Regions from separate parts of the Oryctolagus cuniculus genome. Here region 2 is linked to region 1. Evidence: chromatin contacts called from public Micro-C data. All regions are on one chromosome and are shown on one strand. Each heading gives the region's core, a stretch centred on a gene start, on an enhancer-like site or on the middle of the called end of the contact. The rest is flanking DNA. Distances are from core to core; before and after follow the strand shown. Region 1 holds the start of SIAH2 (siah E3 ubiquitin protein ligase 2). Region 2 holds the start of SERP1 (stress associated endoplasmic reticulum protein 1).

What was found. A called contact is a pair of places that touch in the nucleus more often than the background predicts.
Region 2: a contact with region 1 is called in a Micro-C map of ear pinna, with 4 times the contacts expected there. The contact joins the promoter of SERP1 here to the promoter of SIAH2 in region 1. A contact is called at or near these places in 2 of 6 Hi-C or Micro-C datasets (ear pinna and liver).

Annotation. Positions count from the first base shown.
Region 1 is chr4:130,613,360-130,618,562 of mOryCun1.1, forward strand. SIAH2 (siah E3 ubiquitin protein ligase 2) reads left to right here and starts at 2,349. Exons shown (of 2, transcript XM_008266327.3): 1 at 2,349-3,357. The coding sequence starts at 2,920.
Region 2 is chr4:130,846,103-130,851,305 of mOryCun1.1, forward strand. SERP1 (stress associated endoplasmic reticulum protein 1) reads left to right here and starts at 2,649. Exons shown (of 3, transcript XM_017346842.3): 1 at 2,649-3,143; 2 at 3,384-3,459; 3 at 4,654-5,203. The coding sequence starts at 3,060. The coding sequence ends at 4,694. EIF2A (eukaryotic translation initiation factor 2A) reads right to left here and starts at 2,592. Exons shown (of 14, transcript XM_002716262.5): 1 at 2,351-2,592. The coding sequence starts at 2,378.

The DNA of each region.
Region 1 (5,203 bases), core at 1,099-3,598:
CACTTTGACACTGAGGTAAAGGTCTTACTACACCAGCTGAAGGTCCCACCTCCCTGCTCACCCATTACACGCCCCCCAGCAGCAAGTCCTACTGCACCCTGGGAATGCATTCTCTCACTCTGAGCTTTAGCTCCTTCTGTGTCTTCCCATCTGCACCGCTCCAACAAAGCTGAAATCCTGCCCCGGGGAGGGTTTGGTCCGGAGCTGCCTCCTTACATTCAGGATAAAGGCACTCTCAGAGCCCTAACAGTAGCCGCCGCCACACAGTGCAGGAGACCCGTACCACAGGGGAATGACACCTATGCCTGCTACCTTTTCCAAAATTGAGATGACTCCTACCAATTCCATGCATGGAGTCTTTCTAGATGCCCCTTCTGAGATTACACTTCAGGCCTAGCAGGACGCACGACTGTTACTACTCTGCTTGGAACACCTGCTTCCCGCACTGGAGTGCTAGGTTGGAGTCTCCACTCTGCTTCCGGTTCCAGTCTCCTGGTAGTGTAGACCCCAGGAGGCAACCAATGATGGCGCAAGTGGTTGAGTCCCTGCCACCCACTTGGGAGACCTGGATAGAGTTCTCAGTTCTTGCTTTCTGTTGGGCCCAGCCCAGGCTGTTGAGAACATTTGGGGAGGGACCTAATGGATGGAGCTCTGTCTCTTTGCCTCTCAAATAAATAAAATGTGATTTATTTATTTTTTTGTAGGCTCTAATAGCATATTTCTTGGACCTATTTTATCCATGGGTATTCACTAGTATTAATTTTAAGTATATGGGGCTGGCATTGTGTTACCCATATGGGCATCGGTTCAAGTCCCAGCTGCTCCATTTTCCAATCCAGCTCCCTGCCAATGTGCCTAGGAAAGCAAAGGAAGATGGACCAAGTCCTTGGGCCCCTGCCACCCACATGGGAGATCCAGAAGAAGCCCCTGGCTCCTGACTCCTGGCTTTCGCCTGGCCCAGACTGGCCATTGTGGCAATTTGGCGAGTGTCTCTCTCCCTCCCTCTGTAACTCTGCCTTTCAAATAAATAAATCTTTTCAAAAATAACTCAAAAAAGTTTAAACATTCACTAAAATGTCCTAAAACAGCTAATATTTAAATGAACCTTATGATATATCTCATATATGACATATTTGACACATAGCATACTCACTTAACCCTTAATACCCACCTATAAGATGAGTATTGCCTTTATTCCACTTCTACAGATGAGGAAATTGAGGCCCAGATAAGTTTTTTAAGAACTTGCCCTTGCGGCTGGCGCTGTGGTGCTATGGGTTAAAGCCATGGCCTGAAGCACCAGCAACCCATATGGACGCCGGTTTGAGTCCCAGCTGCTCCACTTCCGATCCAGCTCTCTGCTATGGCCTGGGAAAGCAGAAGATGGCCCAAATCCTTGGGCCCCTGCACCAGCGTGGGGAGACCCAGAAGGAAGCTCCTGGCTCCTGGCTTCGGATCAGCGCAACTCCAGCCGTTGCGGCCATTTGGGGAGTGAACCAGCGGATGGAAGTCCTCTCTGTAACTCTCTTTCAAATAAATAAAAGAAAAAAAAGAAACAAACAAAAAAAGAACTTGCCCAAAGCCACAGACATCAAGGACACAGGCACCATTTTTCACCCAGTTGACAACCTGTTGTTCTAACCTCTGTCCCACAAAGACTACCCAATTCCCAACTAAGCAGCCCGTTCCCTTGACTCAAGCAAGTGTGCACAAAAGTAATTTAACCCGAAGCACATCTTAACCATTCAACGAACACGGGGTTCACGCCGGGCTGCCACGCCTCCAGAATCGCTTCCGCGGCGAGGCCGGTCCTCACGCAGCGCCCACAGTCTTCCTGAGCCTCACGACGCACCCTAGATGATCTCCAACTCTGCTTTAGCCTACGCTACCCCACCCCCGAACTGCTATGCAAATTAAAGATGCTCGGGTCACCAAGGCATCCTCCCCGTCAGCTGGTCACTGAATAAGGGGGGGGGGGGGTTTCCTGTCCACCCCTCGAGACAGGACCACCGAGTAGCCCAACCCCGGCCTTAACAGTCCAGCACTAGGTCCGGTGCCGGCTGCAGACCCCCTCCGAGCCCCTGGTCCCGACCCCGCGTTCCAAGCGCGACAGCCCGGCGGGCTGCGTCGCACGCCTCCCCCACGCGCTGGTGACTCAACCGAGGGAAGAGGACCTCTGGGTTTTTCCGACATGTCCCCGGCGCCCGCGCCCCGCCCCGCCAGCTCGCGTGCCGGCCCGCCCACCGGCCACGCCCCCGCGCGCCCGAAGTTGCCCCTGTGGTTTGAGGGTGGGGAACGGGACGGCTGGGCTACCCGGGGTGTGGCCACGGGACGCCGGAGGTCGGCCCTCCTTCCCGGACCGGGAACCGCGACCCCGCGCGGCGGCGGCGGCGGCCGGGGCGAGCGGGGCGTGCTCCCTGCAGCCCCAAGCAGGAAGCGCCCGCACTGGGCGGCCCCCTGCGCCGCCAGCTGGAACCGGGCGGAGCCCGCGCCGGGGCGCAGGGTGGCTCTGCCAGTCCCCGCGCGCCTGGGCGGCCGCACACGTGTCCAGGCGTCACGTCCGCGCGCGCCCCCGGGGCTTGCGTCAGCGGCCGCTCCAGAAGCTGCTGGGCTGGGTTCTGCGCGCCGCTCGGGGTCGGGGCCCGAAAGCCGCCGGGAGGGAGGAAGGCACCGCGCCGGGTGGGACGCACAGGGCTGTGCGGATCGCCCGGGGCCGCGGAGGGCGTCGGCGCGGCCCAGCCCATCTCCCACCCGCCCACCGCCCGCCTGCCGAGAGCCGACCGTCGCCGTTGCCCGGTCCGGGGGCTGGGCGCCGTGGCGTTGCCCCGGAGCCTGCCGCCCGCGGGGCGCGCACCGCCTTGACCCGGGCGGCCCCGCGGCAGGCAGGCGCCCGCAGTTCCATGGTGGGCTCCGAACGCGATGAGCCGCCCGTCCTCCACCGGCCCCAGCGCTAACAAACCCTGCAGCAAGCAGCCGCCGCCGCAGCCCCAGCACGCTCCGTCCCCGGCTGCGCCCCCGGCCGCCGCCACCATCTCGGCTGCGGGCCCCGGCTCGTCCGCGGTGCCTGCCGCGGCGGCGGTGATCTCGGGCCCCGGCGGCGGCGGCGGCGGCGGTGGCGGTGGCGGCGGGGCCGGCCCGGTGTCCCCGCAGCACCACGAGCTGACCTCGCTCTTCGAGTGCCCGGTCTGCTTTGATTATGTCCTGCCCCCCATCCTGCAGTGCCAGGCCGGGCACCTGGTGTGTAACCAATGCCGCCAGAAGTTGAGCTGCTGCCCGACGTGCAGGGGTGCCCTAACGCCCAGCATCAGGAACCTGGCTATGGAGAAGGTGGCCTCGGCGGTCCTGTTTCCCTGCAAGGTAAGCCCGGGGACCTGTCGGCAGGCCCTGAGAGGTGGGGGGCATCTTTCTTGTTTGAAGGGGTTGGGGGGGGGCAGTGTCTACCCTACGTCCACTCTTCCCCCGAGCCGGCCTGTCCACTTCGGGAGTCACTCTGGGTTGATTGACATTTGCCCGGACACTGAACCCAGAAGGATTGGCCCTCTCGCTGCTGGTGGGAACACATCCTAGCCTTCCGTGCCCTGTGCCTGCGTCCTCAGCCGACATGTGCTCGGGTGTGCTCGGTACGGCTGGGCCGCCCAAGTAAAACTTGAACTGGGTGGCTCACCGTGGGGACCGGGGAGGGAGGAAATGGGCGAGCTGAAGGCAGCATTTACCAGCACTCGGCTTGGCAGCGCTCGTACAGGATTCCTCATGCGCCCCGCGCCCCCGGTCTGCACACCCCTGACACGTGGGAGCTCCCGGGAGTGTAGCTAAAAAAAGGGCGCCCGAGCCTGTTTTCCTCCTGCAACCAGAAAGCCCTGCAAGCCACGCCTTCCCCTCTGCTGGCCTTCCCCGGGACTGAGGAGTTGTGGCTGCGTTTTTGTACTGAACAGGGTGAAAACGAGGCCGACTGGGAACTTGACAAGGGCTCCTAGGAGCTGTGTTACAGTCTTTGAAGCCCAGCATGTTATTATTACTTTTTTTTAAGTTACCAAACCACAGACCAGAAAAGTTAAGTCCAGAAAGACCAAGACCCCTCCCTTCCTTTCCCATCAGCGTTGGGTTTGGTGAGGGAAGACTTTTTAAACCATGCTTCTATGCATCCTCACAGCTAAATATAGAGCCCTCCTTGTGTGTGTGGCCGAGGAGTTTTTAATACCCACACATAAATTTTGCTCCAAAAATGACTTCTGCAACCTGGTGTTCTTAATTGATGCTATCACATGCTGTTTAATGCCTGAGCCTAGCCCAACCTTAATGCACTTGAAATGGCTGCATAGTAGTGCATTGTGTGGTCATATTATAACATCTGTTTGTCTACGGCCATTACTTTAGAATCCCCAGGAGCAGTTTCACACACTTACCTGTCTATAATCATTGAACCTAGAGCTAGACCATAAAGTTAGTCTTCTAAACTGAGAAGTGGAAATAATGCTGTTAAAAGTTAACTGTTCTGCCTCTTTGGCCATTTAGGCTGCCTTGCATATCTCTTTGGTACTATTTTTTTTATAGGGCAAGAACTCACTTTTAAATTAAAAATAATCCACCCGAGAATTCAGACTTGGAACTCACATCAGTAAAATGAGTGATCTAATTTGGTCTCCTGCCCTGCAACAAATCAGGATTAAAATAGCATATTCAAATAAGGGTTTGAATCAGGGTTTGGACGATGGGTTTCTTGCAAGCTTAATAAGTTACTTTGCTTTCAGTCCTTCATATAATGCACACTACCTCCCTCAGCCCTTCATTTCTCATAAAATTTAAATAAAATACTTTCATAGCTTTCTTAGGGGAGTGAAGAGTGTGGCAGCCTAGTGATTAAAGAAGATTGGGTGATAGTTGACATAGAGTGGGTATCTTATGTTTGAGGTGTGTGTGTGTCTGTGTTATGGGGGTAGGAGTATGCCCCATGGGATTTCTGGGGAGCCACTGTCTCATACTTTCACTTTTCTGCAGGGGTGGGGTATCTTTTCTCTGCCAAGAGTGTTGGATATTTATAACATCATTCACGGGCCACACAAAATTATCAGCCTAAAAATCAGACTATTATAGTTTTATTGAATTTTTGAGTCCCACCTGGTTTTGCCTTGGTGGGGCCAGACTGAGTGATTTCAAGGGCCTTATAGGGCCCATGGGCAGGCCATTCCCCATCCCTGGTCTAAAC
Region 2 (5,203 bases), core at 1,399-3,898, 230 kb after region 1:
TCATTTCAATTAAGAGTCATGACTAATAAATTTACTGGATAATCCACAGCTCTAAAATTCATGAGTCTAAATTTAACCAAAGTATTTGGCATTTAAAAAAAAGTCCACTGTTGGATAAAATACTTACACGGTGAATGTCTAAAAAATTAAGCAATGTGTTCTATTCAAAGAAAAGTGTACTACAGAGTTGGATGATATGAATAACATCCTGATCCTGGCAATTTACAAAGTGAATCTGATCAGTTCATCTCTGTGGGCCTCTAAGAATATGAGTATAAGGGATAAGCTGAAGAAATAACCTTTATGCTCTTACAAAGTCCTTAATTTTAAGCACTGTATGAAACCTGTCATCCTTGGTTAATTTGACCATAATGAGACTATCTTTCATGAATTAAAAAAAATATTAATTTTTATTTGAAAAGCAGAGAGAATCAGAGATCTCTCATCTGCTGGTTCCCTCCCTAAATGGCCAAAACTGCAGGGCTGGGCCATGCTGAAACCTGAACTCAATCTGTGAGTAGGTTGCATAGACCCAAGTATTTGAGCCATCACTTGTTGACTCCCAGAGTATACATTAGCAGAAGGCTAGAATTTGGAATGGAAGCAGAACTTGAACCCCGTCAGACATAGGACGTCAGTGCCTTAACTGCTAGGTAAAATGCCTACCCCATTCCTCCAGTAAACATTTAGAGTTCCCAAGTTTACCAGGTACTGTACTAGGTACTGAGAAGACAGGGATGAATAAGACCCTGTCCTGACATCAAAGGGCTTACAATCTAGCAGGAAGGAAAAAATCTGAAAAACTAGACAATTACCCTACACGATAAGTGTGTGTGTGGGGGGGGTCAGAATTGAGTGTTCAGGGGTTACAAAAACAGCCCAGGGAGTGCCTGACTCTATTCTGCAAAGTGGGGAAAGGCTTCACAGGGAGCAATGGTGTCTGAAAGGAATCTTAACAGATGCAAAGACGTCTGCCTAATCAACAAGAGGAATAAGCTAGCCCTGGGCTGAAGAGATAGGTTCTTCAAAAGGATTTCTAAGCAGTTCAGTATTAGTGGGACACACAATAAGATGACTGGCAGGAAAGAAATGAATGTCAGGAGCTATTCCAAAATTATAGTGGGCTCTATATGCTAAGACGGAATTGACTACGCAAGCAGTGAGAAGCCACTGTAAGCATCTTAAAAGAATTTATCAAGTTTTAGATGAACTGATTTTTTTAAATTAGACTTCAAATGACCATTTAGTATTCAAAAATGTAAACATACAAGCTAAAGAAAAAAATCCATTTAATTATGTGATTATGTCAATTAAACAATCTCTAGATTTTAATGCATAACCTATATATATCTTTAGATTATAATACATAATCTACATATACGTATCTCCATTATATAGTCAGCATTTGATAAATGTTTGGTGAATGAACTGTGGCAGGCACATTGCTTAACAACAAAGATCTTAAAACACCCGTGGCAGAAAGTGCAAAAGCTTAAGATTCGTTTCAAGTCTCCAGGCAAAGGATCCCCTCCTAAAAAGCAGGCAACATTTCTCCTAATGCCTTTTTCCCCTCTGCATAGTTATCATGACTTAATCAAAAGCTTCCTTTCCCTCCTAATACCCGTCTTATAAGAATACTCATATGCTAGTTGAGGCTACTCCCAGCCATTCCGAGTTCAGCGTCTTTCCAGGCACTGTCCAAGCCCAAGTTTAGCATCCTCTCCAACACTACACTCTGTCTCAGCTTCAAAATCTCAGGAGTTCACTAATGTTCAACTTCTAAAACGCTCATACCCATTTCAATATCAAATGTTGCTAGATCCCTCTATCACGCTCAATGCTACGACTGCAAACTACACCGCTACCATTTGGAACCTGCTTCTACAGGTGCACCTTCCCTATCCAGTCCTACAAACCTCGTTACTGCAGAGAGCATAGAATTTGGAATTACTGAAGTCCAGGTGCAGTTAACATGGAATGGTCATCCTAAACCAATGCGTCATATGCTAGTCCTCTAGTCCTTATTAAGAGTTGAACGACTTCACAAGGGTCCGTGTGACACCACTCCTGGAGACTCAGGGGTCAAAAATGTAGCTAGTGCTTTCGGTTCTTCCTCCTATCTCTTAAGACTGAAACGGCAAGAATGATGGATGGGTACAGGGGGGCGGGGAGGATGCTGGCGCCTCACTTCCGACTGCCATGCTGTAACCCAAAAGATTAAGTGTGGCTTTTCCGCAAGTTACAGGCGAAGGCAGACCGGACTCCAAAGCTCCTACGGTAGCTCTTCAAGGGCAAAGATACAAAAAGAGATTATTCTTAAGCAAGAGTCCTTTGCTCGTTCAGAACCCACCTGTCAAAAGCGGCGTGGACGGCGCCATCTTGTCCCGGAAAAAGAAACCCACGCGCCAGGGTGAAAGTTCACAAGGGTCGAACCCAGCCCCTACACGTCTCCTCCGGCGTGGAGACCGAGAGTTGGTGTTTCCGGGGCCACCAGCCTCGGGGCCAACTAACTTCCGGTTGTAGAGCGAAGCCGGAAGAGAACCCGAAGGCGCACGCGCAGCTCTGGGGCTACATTTTTACACAACGTGGGAGGGCTGGGCTAGGGCGGGCGTGCCTGCTTTGCCCTCCCTCGCCAGCGGGCGGAGCCCGCACTTCCGCGGGGTGGAGCCTGCCTAGTGCTGACGTTGGCACCCGAACCCGAAGTAGTTCGAGGCGGCAGGCTGCACAGTTCGCTTGTTGCGTTGCATTTCCTTCCTGCCTTCTCTCCACGCTCCCGGGGGCGGCCAGAGAGGCGGCGGCGGCGCAAGAACGTTCTGGCGGCCTGCTCGCTTCCTCTCGCGCGCCCGCCTCGCGCCGCCGGCCAGTCGGCGGTCCGCGCCCCGCTAGCGCTCAGCTCCCGCGCTCGCCGGGCCCAGGCCCAGCGGCCGTAGCTAGCGCCCAGCCCAAGAGCCTCCAGCTCCGGCGGAGCGGCCACCAGAAGCGGAGCCTGGCCGTGGCCTGAGAGGAGAAGGAAGCGAGCGAGTCCGAGGGGTGGCCGGGCAGGTGCTGGCGCCGCGAAGATGGTCGCCAAACAGCGGATCCGTATGGCCAACGAGAAGCACAGCAAGAACATCACCCAGCGCGGCAACGTCGCCAAGACCTCGGTGAGGGGAAAGTGGACGCCCCGTCCTGTGCCGCAGCTGGGGCTCGGGCTCGGGCCCGGGCCTGGGGCCGCGTCTGCGTCTCCGCCTCTGGGCCCCGGGGGCCGCAGACTGCGAGCTGGACGATAAGTCGGGGGGTCTTTGGATCGCGGGGGAGACTTGCGGGAGGGCCTGGCCCCCTGGGGGTGCGGGCTCCGGCGGTGGGTTCTCTGCGTGTGAAACGGTGGGTTTTGCCTTTTGCAGAGAAATGCCCCCGAAGAGAAGGCGTCCGTAGGACCCTGGTTGTTGGCGCTCTTCATTTTTGTTGTGTGTGGCTCTGGTAAGTGTTTTGGGGGCTCCCGTCGAGTGGAGGGTTGGGGATGACGTGGTGACGGATCCGCGGTGAGTCCAGCCCCGACCCACCTGCCGAGAGCGCCACTTAATTCCATTTCATCGGAACCAAATTACTTGTCCCACATATGCACAGAGGGTGGTGCTCCAGAAACTTCTCCCAGCTTGATTTGTGCGCAGAGGAGATCAGAAAGGAGGTCAGATCTGCGGTAATGTTCAAGTTGGAAGACATTTAAGACGAAACAAAAACCAAACTTGCCTCTCGGAATGAGAATTTAGAATGTTGTGCAGCCCCATTATCAGTGCCTTTCCAAAGAAGCTTCTGAACGTCATGTGTCTGGATATTAAAACTGGGTGTAACACGTAGCGGAGTCTCTTGTCTTTATGTGAAAATTGGATATATTTCATAAAGTAGAGCAAGTGCAAAGAATTGATTTACTGTAGAGGAAGCATACCTGATGGGCAATTTAACATGGAAGACAAATGTGTTTGGATTAATGAGAGAAGTGTTCTGACATATGGTAAGAAAATCTGATGCTGTTAATAGTGATGGACACTTGCCTCTGCAAACAGACTGCAGAATATCTTTCTTGTCTTCGTTTATTCTCTTCATACGCCAGCTTTAGTGTTGAAATAGATGTTTCTGTTTTCCACATGTTGAAGTTACACGGAGATTTCTGTTTAACATTCCACTTTGCCTTTCTCCTGAACCTACCAATTGGAAGCTTTCCTGATAAATGGCCAAGAGCCAAGTAGTTTATATAACCTTAAAGGATTATTGAGTTTCAGCTTTGTGAGAATGAGGAAATATGCATATATTATAGCCAGGCCGTAAAAGGATGCTTAATTATTTAAGGATAAACCAAAATAATTCTGTGTTACAGAAACCTGTTTACTTTTGATGCTTTAAGTACTTTATAAAGTGGTTCCCTCTCTGCAAGCTCTCGTGAACACTTGGACTTCAGAGAAGCTGAGATTTTAAAAGAATAACATATGGGCATTTAATAGTTTTATTTATCAAGATAGGCCTGTCTTCACTTTTATTGCAATAAAGTTAGGTATAGCACATACAAATAATTGTAAAAGTCTCATTGGATTCTTCCAACAACGCTAATAGGTGTTTTTACTTATCAGACCTATTTTATTGAAAGTTTATTTTAATATCTGCTCTTTCTCTTTACAGCAATTTTCCAGATTATTCAAAGTATCAGGATGGGCATGTGAAGTGACTGACCTAAAGATGTTTCCATTCTCCTGTGAATTTTAACTTGAACTCATTCCTGATGTTTGATACCCTGGTTAAAAACAATTCAGTAAAGCCTCCTGCCTCCGAATGACTTTCATATCATCCTTCTGTGTCATTCCAAGGTTTCTTCACGAGTCATTCCAAGTTTTCTAGTCCATACCACAGTGCCTTGCAAAAGCACCACATGAGAAAAGCAATAAAATTTGGTTGTTAAGCTATAGTAGTGGACCCTACTTATTCAGTCAGTAAAGAGTGATTTTTTTTTTTAATGTGGTTACTAAAACAGTATGCAGTAAGGAGAATCAGATTAAATCTGTGTACACAGGGTCTAGATTTTGTTGACCCTATGTGTAATGCAATTAGCTTACTTTAAAATTTGGACTCTTCTGGTTTTTACACAGCTAGGCACTTTATTACTCTCTCTCGAATTAAAAGCACACTCCCTTAGAGAGTCCTGTAACTCTTAACAATAAGGTGCTTACCAATG